4 separate regions of the Zea mays genome follow, and regions 2, 3 and 4 are each linked to region 1. The links are chromatin contacts, called in public Hi-C maps. All regions are on one chromosome and are shown on one strand. Each heading gives the region's core, a stretch centred on a gene start, on an enhancer-like site or on the middle of the called end of the contact. The rest is flanking DNA. Distances are from core to core; before and after follow the strand shown. Region 1 holds the start of LOC103638912. Region 2 holds the start of LOC103638908 (E3 ubiquitin-protein ligase ATL4). Region 3 has its middle 21 kb from the start of LOC103638908. Region 4 has its middle 4.5 kb from the start of LOC100272260.

Evidence for each region. Hi-C and Micro-C count contacts between places; a contact is called where the count stands out from the background.
Region 2: a Hi-C map of tassel shows a contact between it and region 1, with 2.5 times the contacts expected there. The contact joins the promoter of LOC103638908 here to the promoter of LOC103638912 in region 1. A contact is called at or near these places in 4 of 25 Hi-C or Micro-C datasets (bundle sheath, ear, leaf and 1 more).
Region 3: a Hi-C map of leaf shows a contact between it and region 1, with 5 times the contacts expected there. The contact joins the enhancer-like site here to the promoter of LOC103638912 in region 1. A contact is called at or near these places in 4 of 25 Hi-C or Micro-C datasets (endosperm, leaf and tassel).
Region 4: a Hi-C map of leaf shows a contact between it and region 1, with 4 times the contacts expected there. The contact joins the enhancer-like site here to the promoter of LOC103638912 in region 1. A contact is called at or near these places in 10 of 25 Hi-C or Micro-C datasets (bundle sheath, ear, endosperm and 4 more).

What each region holds. Positions count from the first base shown.
Region 1 is chr9:119,157,992-119,161,071 of Zm-B73-REFERENCE-NAM-5.0, forward strand. LOC103638912 reads left to right here and starts at 1,471. Exons shown (of 63, transcript XM_008661702.3): 1 at 1,471-1,891. The coding sequence starts at 1,795.
Region 2 is chr9:118,934,601-118,937,680 of Zm-B73-REFERENCE-NAM-5.0, forward strand. LOC103638908 (E3 ubiquitin-protein ligase ATL4) reads right to left here and starts at 1,554. Exons shown (of 1, transcript XM_008661698.3): 1 at 1-1,554. The coding sequence starts at 1,269. The coding sequence ends at 112.
Region 3 is chr9:118,955,465-118,958,544 of Zm-B73-REFERENCE-NAM-5.0, forward strand. No RefSeq gene overlaps it. Among protein-coding and RNA genes, the nearest start is that of LOC103638908, 21 kb to the left of the region's middle. Within about 2 kb of position 1,422, at least 19 of the 20 cell types and tissues checked have an H3K27ac peak or open chromatin away from gene starts, as enhancers often do. A contact at or near this core is called in endosperm, leaf and tassel, where this site is marked.
Region 4 is chr9:119,014,779-119,017,858 of Zm-B73-REFERENCE-NAM-5.0, forward strand. No RefSeq gene overlaps it. Among protein-coding and RNA genes, the nearest start is that of LOC100272260, 4.5 kb to the right of the region's middle. Within about 2 kb of position 1,448, at least 18 of the 20 cell types and tissues checked have an H3K27ac peak or open chromatin away from gene starts, as enhancers often do. A contact at or near this core is called in bundle sheath, ear, endosperm and 3 more, where this site is marked.

The DNA.
Region 1 (3,080 bases), core at 221-2,720:
TAGTAGATGTGTTTCCTGTCATATATGCAGACATAAACACATATGTGGTGTAGCGGTAGCTACTATTGGCCTTTGTTTGAGAGGTCACAGGTTCAAATCCCCTTGAGGACATGTGTTTTTTAATTTTAGGTAGACGTGGGCTGTACGGGGGAATGAGAACAAAGAATGAGAATGCGAAAACATAGAATGATAGCAGAACATGAGAATGACAGCAAATGAGAAATGCAGAACAAGGAATGAGAATGGTGGCAGAACGGGAATGACAGAACAGGAATGGTGGCAGAACACGCAATGACAGACTACTCTTGCAGCCTTAATAAGTAATAGAGATAGAGATATAGAAATCATGCCACAACACATTTTCCCACAATATAAAAGATAAAAGGGTCATATTTGTGTGCTAAAATAATTTTGATAATCACAACTCACCATCCTCTTTCAATGGGCTTAGGATATCCTTTTTATATTTTTTTCACCCTACAATACAAAATTGTTATATGGAGGTAATGGTATATCACCGTATCATGTATTATCAACTTAGGATTTGCCTATTTCAATTAATAGTGGCATTGAGCCAATTTTGGTTGTTTGAAATGGCAGATTTCGATGTTTGTTATGATTGCTGAGTTGATTATTGATAGCATCACTAAATAGTGACCTATACGTGCACAAGTGTCCCCCGTTGCAACGCATGAGTATATTCCTAGTAATCTATTAAAAACCTAATGTGGGCTGGTGCTACCACGACTTCACCCTCCCCACGCTCAGCACACACAAAAAATAGTGCAGAGCGAGCACTCGAACCCACACCCATTTTTTTGCTCTAGAAATTTCGGGCTAACCAACAGACAACATATACCTTAGTGTTAAGGAATAAACAATAATTATATTTGTAGTATAGACACCGCTCCACCCCGCTCTTCCGCCTCGTGACAACTCACGTGCATATACCTAGTTATAAAGTATGAAGCTATTCACGGAAGCTACAAAGGCAGCTAGGTGCTTCTTCTTAAAATATGAGATGATACTAGGGATGTAGCTGCAATAGTGCCAAAAAGATTATGTCTATAATGTTTTTAGATTCTATATGACTTTTGTTAGTTTGATTATATGGTGATAAAAAAGCTTCAGAACAGTTTAACTCTTTACTAACACAAGACGTAACTACACTATTTAATTTGAAATTAACAACTCTAAGGGCTAGATTGAAAGAAGGGAAGATGAAATCAGGAAAGAAAACCTCCTATTAGCAACTAGAAAATGATAGAGAATGATAGAGATTTTAAGGGGATTTGAGTTTTCTTCAAACTAACCCTAATTGTGTTTTGCCATTCATTCAACGGATCCAGCTGTGGGCTCTCACGTGCGTGCTGGACGATGAAGTCACTTCCTAAACCGCCACGTCCCACAAAGGACGCCACACGGCACCCTAATCCTGACGGCTTACGTAAACCGCGGGCCCAGGCAAGAGGCAAGATCCGTAGATGTCCCCGACGAGCGAGGGCATTCCCGGCAAGTCGCTCCACCTGCTTGTTCTAGCGATCTCCTCCGCCTCCCTGGTCCCTGGTCCCTACTCCCATTTCTCCTCGACTCGTCCAAGACAAGGAAAGTAGGAAACCGCCTGCCCTGCGTGTGGGCTGTCTGCTGTGTTGCTAGCCCAGTACTTTCTCTTCTCGCTCACGCGGCACGCCGAGCAAGGGGACCGACAGGCGGAGCGCTTCTCAGCCCCTCCGCACCTTCGGGTCTCGCGTTGGTGGCGCCGGCGGGCGCTGCCGATCGCCGGCGGCGGCCGAGATGTTGGAGGACCAGGTCGCCTTCCTGCTGCAGAAGTACCTCGGCAACTACGTCCGGGGCCTCAGCAAGGAGGCGCTAAAGATCAGCGTCTGGAGAGGTCAGTCAGGACGCCTAGCCGCCACTTCCCTTCTTATCCGCCCGTCGCTCCTGCTTTGATTAATCCGACTCCTTGTGTAAGCACACTAGCAGTTTGGGGGTTCGTTTGACATTTTTTATCTTAAAAGTTTCTGCGTCTTGCGTGCCTATTAGTAGTGCTGATCAATTGATAACGTTGAGGAGTTCAGTCTGAGCTTGGGTTGTTTTGTATGCTATACGTGGTGGTTGCATTGGATGGGGGCTAACGACAACAATTTGAGCTAGTTATATCAGGGGCAGAAGTTGGATTGATGAATTTGATCAATCTGCGACTCCCTAGTGTTGCACTTTGGTTCCTCTGTGATTACAGAACTGTTTTAGCTATGACTGTTCCTAAGAGGTTTTAGTTTCAGTGTTCAGAGTCAGAGAGGTACGGAACTGACTTGGTGACACATTTTTGTGGGTATTCAGGTGTAAGACTGCATGCTTGTTTCTGAGCGTTTTTTACCAGCAATCTTCAATGTTGAGATGTCATCAGCCACGAAGCATGTCTTCAAGCAAACCAGCATTTTGTAAAATTGGTTTAGAAATTTGTCAGCACAAGGGGCTAGAGCGCTGTGGTTATCTGTGAAATTTTTTGACACCGCTAGCTTATAAAATCACAGAATTAGAAAAACACTCTGCTCGGAGTGAATTATTTGGATCCCTGAATATGAAGTTTGCTGTTAAAGAGAAGCATACCATTAGGTAAACAATATAAGGCTGGAGATGCAAGTAGTAACTCTAGATTGTTCACACAAAGTAACTGTAACTGGAGTGTGCTGTGTGCCACAGATTTTCTTGAATACTCTCACAAAATTTGTTCAGTAAATGATCAGCTAGTTGATGAAAGCCGAGCATGAGTAAATATGAAACTAGGGTTGTGGTGGGAAACTCTAGAATCCAAAGATTTTAAACTCAGTAGAACTAAAGCCGAATATATGGGATGTGACTTCGACACTATTGTACATAAGAAAGGAGGTGTTAGTTTGGAAGGTCAAGTAGTGCCCAGGAAGGATACCTTTTGGTATTTAGGATGGCTAGGCGAGGAAGGCGGGCAAGGCGCCTAGGCGTTGGACCACCGCCTGGACGCCTAGGCGACGCCTTAAGAATAGTGTTTAGGATCAATGCTATAGAGAGACAGAGATATTGATGAATATGTTAGCCATAAA
Region 2 (3,080 bases), core at 304-2,803, 220 kb before region 1:
TCGCATGCCGAAAAGACGACGAGGAGGGAACTTTCGGGAACACCGGCCGCCGCCGCCGCAGTCCACCGCTTTCATGGATGCTACTATGCTAGCACCGTACGGCCGTATTTACTAGTATGCCCCCGTGAGCCACCGCACGAACCCGTAGAACGACGCGCTGCCGTCGTCCGCGTCCCTCCGCCGCGTCGGGGGGGCCACGCCGCCGTCCATGTCCCACCACCACTCCGCCGTGGCCGCGGCCGTCACGGTCCCAGCGTCGTACCGGTTGCTCCAGCGCCCGCTGCTCCACCGGCTGCTCCACCGGTTGCTCCACCTGCTGCTCCACCGCTCCGCCGTCGACCTGAACGATGCCGTAGGGGTCAGGCCCACGGACGACGTTGGCTGCCCGCGCTCCACCGCGGCGAGCTGTTGCTGCTGCTGGCTTGTCGGGTCGCTGGACCCGGCGGCGGCGGGCGGGGTCGGTTTGAGCACCACCTGGAGCTCTTCCTCGACGAGGTACTCCGACGACGCCGAGTCGGGGAGGCCACCGGGGAGCGGGTACGCGCGGACGGCGGCGGCCGCAGCGTCCGGGTTGGAGCGGCGGCTGCTGACGCTGCCGAGCTCCACACGGAGGAGGTCCGTGAGCGGCGGGTGGGGCAGCGCGATGGAGGCGCGGCACAGCGGGCAGGACGGGTTGGCGCGAAGCCACGGGTCCACGCAGCGGGAGTGGAAGGCGTGGCGGCAGGCGGGCAGGAGGCGGAGCCCGTCGTCGTCGCGGAACGCGGTCTGGCACACGGCGCAGTCGCGCGACGACTTGGGCACGGCGGCCAGCGACGAGGACAGCGTGAACTGCGGCAGGCGCGCGATGAGCCGCTCCGCCTCTGCCTCCGCCGCGGCCGCCGCCTTCCCTCCTCCGCCCTGGCCGTCGGCGGGCGCCACGGACGCCCCCGCCGCGGGGCGCGCCACGAGCGGGAGCGGCGGAGCCTGCCGGGACAAAGAGGAGGAGGAGGAGGAGGACCCCGCTGGGCCCACGTGGCGGCAGAGGTGGCGGATAAAGTAGTGGATGCACAGCGACGCGAGCAGCATCACCACCACGATGACTGCGATGACGAGGATGCTCGGCGAGATGCCCGCCACGCTGCCGCTCCCGCTCCCGCCACCTCCCGCGCTACTCCCTCGCGCGTCACCCCTTCCGTCCCCGCCGCCATCGTCCGCCAGCCGCGGCACCAGCGGCACTCTCCGCTCCGGCACTGCCGGAGGCGGCGGGGACGGGATGGCGGTAGATGCCATCAACGTGTACTTGTCCCAGCCGCCCGCGCGCTCTGCCTCCTGCTGGTGTGGTGGCGAGCGCGGGTGGAGGACGGCTTGTCCGTGGGCCGTGGCTTATAAGTGTAGTTTTGTCCGGTGGCGGCTTGCCATTTATAGTTGTGCCGGCTAATTTGTCCAGGGCGACTGATAGAAGATGAGGGGATGGGACTCGGACTGCGACTGGGACTGGACCAGGTGTTACGTTGGATTCTTGCGTGATTATACAACAAACAAATGATATTTAAGCTGAGGCAGTGTTAGATTCCTCACAAACGAGATCTCTGTGTCCTAAAGTTTTGGCTCCCCGTTGAATTGTGTCGCTGCCGCACCTTTTCTTTTTCATCTTTCGATTTGATTTCACGAAATATCTAGAAATCGTTCCCCGGGGAATAAATGACTGGTGAGCGGGTATTTTCGATATCTATATCAGGAAAGAAACGAAATTGTAAAGTTATTTTACAACGCATTACGCAAACGCCATAAGCAGCAGGAGACGACAAAGTGATTTGGTTTAGCATGAAATTACTAGAGTGATTTCTGAGAGTCTAAAACTGCTCTCGAGGAAACCAATTTGTAATTAAGCACTCTTTAAGGTAGTGTTTGGTTAAAGAGCCAAGTAGAACGGAACTGTTCTATCCCAGTTTTGTTGCTGTTTGGTTACAACGGAACTAGAACGGAATGTCTCCGATTAAAGAATATTCTCCTCAGATCCGGAACCATTCCGCTCCAAAAAATTAACCGGACGGAGCCGCTCCGTTCTCATCCCGCTCTCACAGTCACGCTCCGCTCCGTTCACTCTGCAACCAAACAAAAAACAGAGTCGTTCCGTTCCAGATTACCAAACACAGAACAGAGCGGCTCCGTTCTTAGAATCAGGGATGGAACGACTACGTTCTACTTGGTTCTTCAACCAAACACTACCTAAGTCGCATAAGGTCATTTTGAATGGGAGTTTCATGGAAGATTTCACGATATTAATTAGTATGTCACTTACGTTTTTTATGACATGACAATACATTTAACTATGAAATAGGTGAAATTAGTTTCATCATCATGAAACTATGTCACCCGGTTTCCAAGGTATTGGAAAGCGCGTGAAACCACCATCAAGAGAAATTTATTTTATCTACATCTATTTCATCTATTTCTATTGGAGTATTAGTTATTTAGATGCAACATTTAAGTCACATTTAACTCTCTATAAAAAAATACATTTGACTTGCGTATTCCATTTCATCTCCTCCATCAGTGATGTCACATAAGCATCCAACCTCCATCAAGCTACTTGTAATTAACATGATTCTTCAACGGATTGATACATCATATATGATATGATCCACTTTATGTCATCATGTGGCCTTATTGATTTATCAATCATAACTTTGCTTGTTCTTCATCGTTGCAACTAGCAATCTGGTCCTTCATAGCTAAACCATGTCTCTTGATCTTATCCATCTAGCCACATGACTCCATGTCATGTCTCATATGCAAGGAGCTCCTTCATCGCACTACTTGAACATTTCAACAAATTTAAGCCACCTCACAACAATGGCTCAAGTTGCTCACAATAGTGTATAGATAGAATTAACACTTGTGTATCTCCATATACAACATATTAGTCCACCTAAGTTGTCACTTAATTACCAAAACTAAACTAGGATATTTCAAACTAGCGTGACAAGCTAGACCCACAACTTGGGTGTCGTAAGAATCAATCAAGTGATGTACTCGAACTAGCTAAGAACATTCCACTAGAGTTGTTATTCATGATCTCTCGCGAGGCCGACCATAAA
Region 3 (3,080 bases), core at 172-2,671, 200 kb before region 1:
CACAAGAGAACCTCGCTGCACAAGAACAGCACCACCTCCACCTTCTTCCTCCAGCAGGATTAACGCCAAAACACTAAGAATCGAAGGAATCGATCCAAACCGTGACTGGAACCGAGAGGAGGAATAGAAACAGAGAGCTGAGATTTTTGGCGAGCTCAAGAGCAGGGAGAAAGACTCCATATTTCAAGAGCCGAACTGGAGGAGGTTGAGCAGCGAACGACATGAAATTTGGCCAGAACCAAACTGCTCAGCCCTCAGCGCCGCCACCCGCACGACCTCCTCTCCTACTCGTGTGGCATGGCATTCGTCGTGCCCTAGAAAGTGCTAGCCGGTGGGCTAGCTCGGCCAAAAAGTCTGGTAGCGGCCCACCCGGCTGGCCTCCTTTTTCCTTTTTTTTAAATAAAGTGAAAATCTCTTTAATGGACAGCAGAGAACACCACCACCCAAGTGTTGTATAACAGTACACTCCCGGTTCCAAATTATAAAATATTTTGTCTTTTTTTTTCTAATATATAGCTTTACTTATATATCTAGATATAATTTAAATTTAATGTATAACAGAAGTTATGTATGTAATTTGTTTTAGAACATCTTGTAATTTAGAACCGATCGAGAGAATTAATACTGTAATGCAATGGAACTGAAATTTGTTCAGCTGTCTTTGGAGAGCGCGTGATAGGAATTGAAAAGAGCCAGCGAGATCGATCGATCATAAATCAGAATCGATCGAGCAAAAACTTCACGTTGAACATCTTTGCACTGAACCGGCCATAACCTAGCTCCACGAGCTAGCTAATCCCATACTTTGCAGTGCAGAACGAGCAGCTAATAGCTTTTGGCAGAAAATAGACGGAGCTGTTGGCAGACCGCGCTCTCTTCTCCTCCCTCTTCAGCAGCAGCAGGAGGTGGAAGAGGAAGAGAAGATGGTGATGATGACTAGTGTCAGCCAGGCAGGCAGCTGCGCGTCTCCGTGTTGCGCTGCGCTGCCCTGCGCCGTGCTTTGCTTGTTTCACACACTGCCGTGGCCGTGGCCGTGCAGCTGCAGACGACGGCGATCGGGCGCAGCACAGTGAGTGCAGATGAATGATTCGCCCGGGAGCTGAAAGCTGAGGGGGTGTCCCTGGCTGCTGTGCCTGTGCCTACCTTTTTTTTTCGTCTTTAGGTGGAGTTGCAGCCGCCCGGCCTGGCCTGGGCCTGCAGTCTTTTACGAGCCTCCTTCCCCTTTTGATTTGCCGACGCACCGATTCTCGCGCCCCCAAAAGTGCTTCCTTCTCGGGTTGACGAATGGAATATGTGTTTATCACAAACTAGCTGACACACGAAATGGAACTGTCGGCGCAAAGCGCTCTACGGGCCTAATCTTTACGTGTAGTTCGACATATGGGCTTCTCCGGTTTAGTTATCTTTGAGATTGTACAGGCAGGCCCAGTCGTGGTTTTATGCTGCAGCCTTGCATCTGCAGCTAACCAAGCCAGCGAAGTCGACACCATCACACCAGCGCGTGGAAATGAAGTCCGACTGTCCGCCGACCCTATCAAAGTTCAACCTTAAAAAAACTTTCAGAAAATCCATCAGGTCTCGTTTGTTTTCTTTTATTTTGAGGATTAGAATCTTACTAATGGAATAGACTATTTTTTTTAAAAAAATGTGACATTCCACCACTTTCCAAAGTAATCATATAAGCATATCTCAAATTCATGTGGTGATAGATAAAAACTGATTTTATAGATTTACATGATATTTTTCCAATGCACAATTTATAGCACTCTCTTCTACTTACTTTGCTATAACATAAATATGGTATATAACTATCTCTCATATGATTTAGGATAATATACAAATATATTACATATTTAAATATATGAACTTAATTAGTTTTGTCTAAATTATAATTATTAAAATAGAATTCAATTCCAACGAAACAAACGGAGCCTAAGGATATGTGTGCGACCAATAGGGCCATGTCATCAGTCGGCGTGCTGTGGAAAATATGGTATTATTTTTACAAATGGTTTTTTTTTAAACACCACATGCCGGAGGTGGGCGGAGGAATAATGGGGGCGTGGGTCAGTCGTCGCTGTCTCGGCGTTGGGCTCCGCAATGGCGACACCATTCAGACGCTGAGAGGTGGAGCGTGCAGTGCCCCTGTTCCTTTGCCCTCTCTTTCTCTGCTGCTCTGTCCGTCAGTACTAACTGCATCATATTTGGTTCCATCGTCGCAGCGAGCGACAGACAGCGAGCGAGCGAGGAGACCACGCGATGGAAAGCAAGTGATCGAGGAGGAGAGGCAGAGGCTAGTGGTGGTGCTGCGTGCTGGCGGTGGCTTGAGGATTCGGGAAGAGGATTGAAGACAACGAATGCGTCGGTGTCGTTGCCTGCCGCCAGTCCATATCTATGCTGCATGATCAGATCAGATGCGATCTAGGAGAGTAGTACGTACACGCACTATCTCTCTTCACGAGTGCTCCCGCGCGTAAAGACAGGCAGTCCACTGAGCCCTGCTATACCATATGGCAGGCAAGGCATTGTTGTGCTCTGAGATGCACGCAGCACTTGCCACCTGGGCGGGCCTCATTCGGAAGCAAGTTTCCGGGGCCGCTGTGGTCGTCCATTCAGTGATTCAGGTCTAGAAATTGAAATTCCATTCCTGTGGTGCCATGAGGACAGCCAAAGCGTTCGTTCCTTGCCATTTTGCCAACCACCACTCCACCCTCCATGTGTAGTGTAGTCAGGGGTTCCTTATGGAATATTATGTCGCTGCAGTCTGCAGGCCGGCCTGCACGTACGAATCCCCCACCCACCAGCCACCACACACACACACACACATCTTGCTTGTACGTACAGCGGCACGGAGATCTCGACTTCATGAGCTTTTTACTCCTGCCCACGTACAGTACAGTACAGTACAGTACAATACTGCTTGTATAATTTACACTATACATGATTTTTCATTAGAAATGTAGAGGGCGGGAGGGCATATAACAATACCACAGTGACGTGTGATGTATCCAGTCCAGCACTGTGCTACACGCATGAGGCATGACCGGAGGTAATCCTTTTGCATGGGCTGCTGCAACCTT
Region 4 (3,080 bases), core at 198-2,697, 140 kb before region 1:
GCCGCATAAGCACGAGCAATCCCCCTGTCCTCCCCTTCTTCCTCTGTTTTTTTAGGACAGAGAATCCTCCCTCTCCTCATCAGAGAAGAAGGAAACCAGATGCACTGGCGCCGTCAGAGTTTGGGGATTCGACTTTAACGGAGTTGAGGTTCGCCCACAGTCCGATTTGTGCACCTCGGCTGCGTTCAATCAAGGCAGGGGATGGCATCGGGACCGCGGATGGTGGTGGTGGTATGACCTCGTCGTCGTTGAAGAAGGGTGGACACCCTGTTCTTGCTGCTCTGGTTGGAGGACGACCGAAACCTGGCGGTGCCGGTGTTGGTGGTCTCCAACGCGGTGCAGTAGGTTCCACCTCCGGTGTCGGTGAGTAAAGGTTTGGAGCCGCGACCGTGGCGAGCATCTCCTCCATGGGTACTGCATCAGGTTGCGCTTGAGAGTTGTAGTACTGGTAGGCGGCGGTGAGAGTAGCCTCCAGAACGCCTGCGTCGCGCAGAGCACATGGTCCGAATCCGTGAAACGGACAGTAACCGTGCGGGTAAGTCCCTCCCATTTGAAACACTGATGCAGGTACTTGTGTGGACGTTGCTGTCGCCGGCGGTGGAGGGGGAACCACCACTGGTGGTGCTCGACGACGACGAGATGAACTGCGATTATGACTGCGGCGATTTGGAATCCAGACACCGGTGACACCGGTGTTAACCAGATTCACCATTACCCTGTGAATGGCAAAGCCAATCCGATTGTCGTCGAGGATTCCTTCACGGTATGCGCGGAGGAACTCCCTGATGACGGCACGGCGGATCGCCTGAACGACGCGTCGAAGAGTAATCGGTGGCATTGTACTTACAGTTTTCTTCGCGTTCTTCTGTTCTTGTATTCTGCGATGTTTTTCCTTTCTTCGCGTTCTTCTGTTCTTCTATTCCACGATGTTTCCTCTGTCCAAAACTCAGTGTCTGAGTCTATGTGCTGATAACGTGTTAATTGTAAACGGTTGTGTGAACAGAGAATGAGAACTCGTAGTCCCTTTCCATTGATCTAGTACATATTTATACACAGTGAAGAGGTGTCTTTGTACCCCTTCGTGGATTACAGAGAGAGAGAAAGAGTTACAACTTTTCACTAACAGACACCTTTTCTAACAGATACCTAATCACTAACTATCTCTATTTCCCGGAGTCCTTTGCTTCATGCATCCTGGCGACGAACGGTTGTACCTTTTTCTGAACGGGTGTCTTTTCGTAAAGATGAGATCACCGTTGAATTAATTCTTAACAAATTGGTCGCGAGCGCAACCGCGACCGCCAACGGCAGGAGAGGACGCCCGGGTCGCATGATCGCAACCGGTCACGGGATCTCGGGCCTTTTGGTGGGAAGTTGGGCCCACCCGCACTGATGGGCTGATTCAAAGTTAGTAGTAGAGTGGCGAATGGGGTCGGCGTGGTCTGGTGGTGCCCACTGCTCCACCGGGGATGACCGTTGGTTCCCGCGCAGCGGTTGTGCAGGTCTGCTGACTGCACGAGTTCTTGACCTTCCTGTCACACACAAGTACTTACAGTACTACGCAACACTGTGTGGGTGGTGCTGTGCACCTCGATTGGCAATTCCATAGGCATGGATGGATGGCACCACGACTGGCTTGCGCTGGAGAAAAACGTCCCGCCGCTTTTGCTGGCCGGGTGGGAGGGCGAGGGATGCATCAGTCCGGAATATCCGAAGAGATAGGATTGCGAAACCGCGGGGTGGGGATGGGTTACGACTTCTTGTGTTTTGTTTGCCTCATTGAAGCGCCGTTGGGACGGTGCGCGTGAGCGAAAGCTAATAAAGCTTGCCATACCGCACTTTGTTGTCTCTCTCTCTCTCTCTCTCTCTCTCTCTCTCTCTTCGAGCCTGCCTGTGCGGTACTCCTACTCCTATATGCAAACGTCAACATCGGCCGAGGCCGAGCCGGCAATTCCTTGGATCTCGCAACATGAGGGGGAAAAGACAAAGGTGCAATTCCTTGGAGCGCGACCTGTCTTCACCCGACTCGTGCTTGGAATAATGGGGTGGGTGTTGTGTTGTGTTGTGTTTGCGGTGCCGGTCGGGCTGGATCAATGATCGTTGCCCCGCCTACCTATACGCATGCGCCTTCCTTGTGCTGTGCAGTTGCGGTGGTGCTCCGCGCGCTGCACGGCGCATGCTCCTCTCGTTTTCCACTGACAGCAGCTGCTGCTGCTGCTGCTACGGGGCAGTTGGGCGATGCATCATTATCTTTCCTTTGTCGCGCGACTTTGGTCATGCCAAAACGTCCAACAACCCCTGCACACTCGCTAGCCGATTATACTCCCATCGCCGTTGGCCAATTGACTTGGGCCTCCACCACAACTAGACTCTAGAGAAGGCAATCACGTGAAGCAGCAAACTAAACACAGGCAGTGTCGCAGCAAGGGCGTCTGCATCAGGTCCAAATATAGTTGACTTATATGCATAATCCATTAGATCTCGTGAAGGTTATGGTCGAGCGTCAGTTTAGATATGATATTTTTATTGGCCAACAAACAATAATTACAGGCTCAGTGAACAAGTCATGCAGCCGGTAACATTATGTACTTCAAGCCATATATAGAGCTTATAACATTGCGTACTTCTTTGGATCCCAAATATTCATTCAGTTTATTGGAAATTGATGGTGGATGCTTTCTAGCTATAAAGTTGTACCCTGGTGATTTTTTCCCCTGAAGTTACAATATTGTATACTTGGTGTGCCTACAAATTCTATTTTCCAGAATTTGATAGTCTTTGTCGCCGATTAGCAGAAACTAGTAAATCAAATAGCTGTTTGCACTCCCTCGTATTCTATCCCAAGGTAGATAGATGGATAGGTGGTAGGCTTGGACGCTTGGTTGATCCAGGAGCGGCTCAAGCACGCGACGACGAATCGTGCTTGGTGCACACGTCCGCCGTCGAACTCGGCACGGCATCCAGCGCGCGCTTTGGGCTTTGAGGTGTCAACGAGACCCAGCGTGACACCCCGAGCCCGTCGCGTTCGATCTGTTTTGTCCCATCGACCAGACATGCATGTACAGCTACTTGCCCAACCG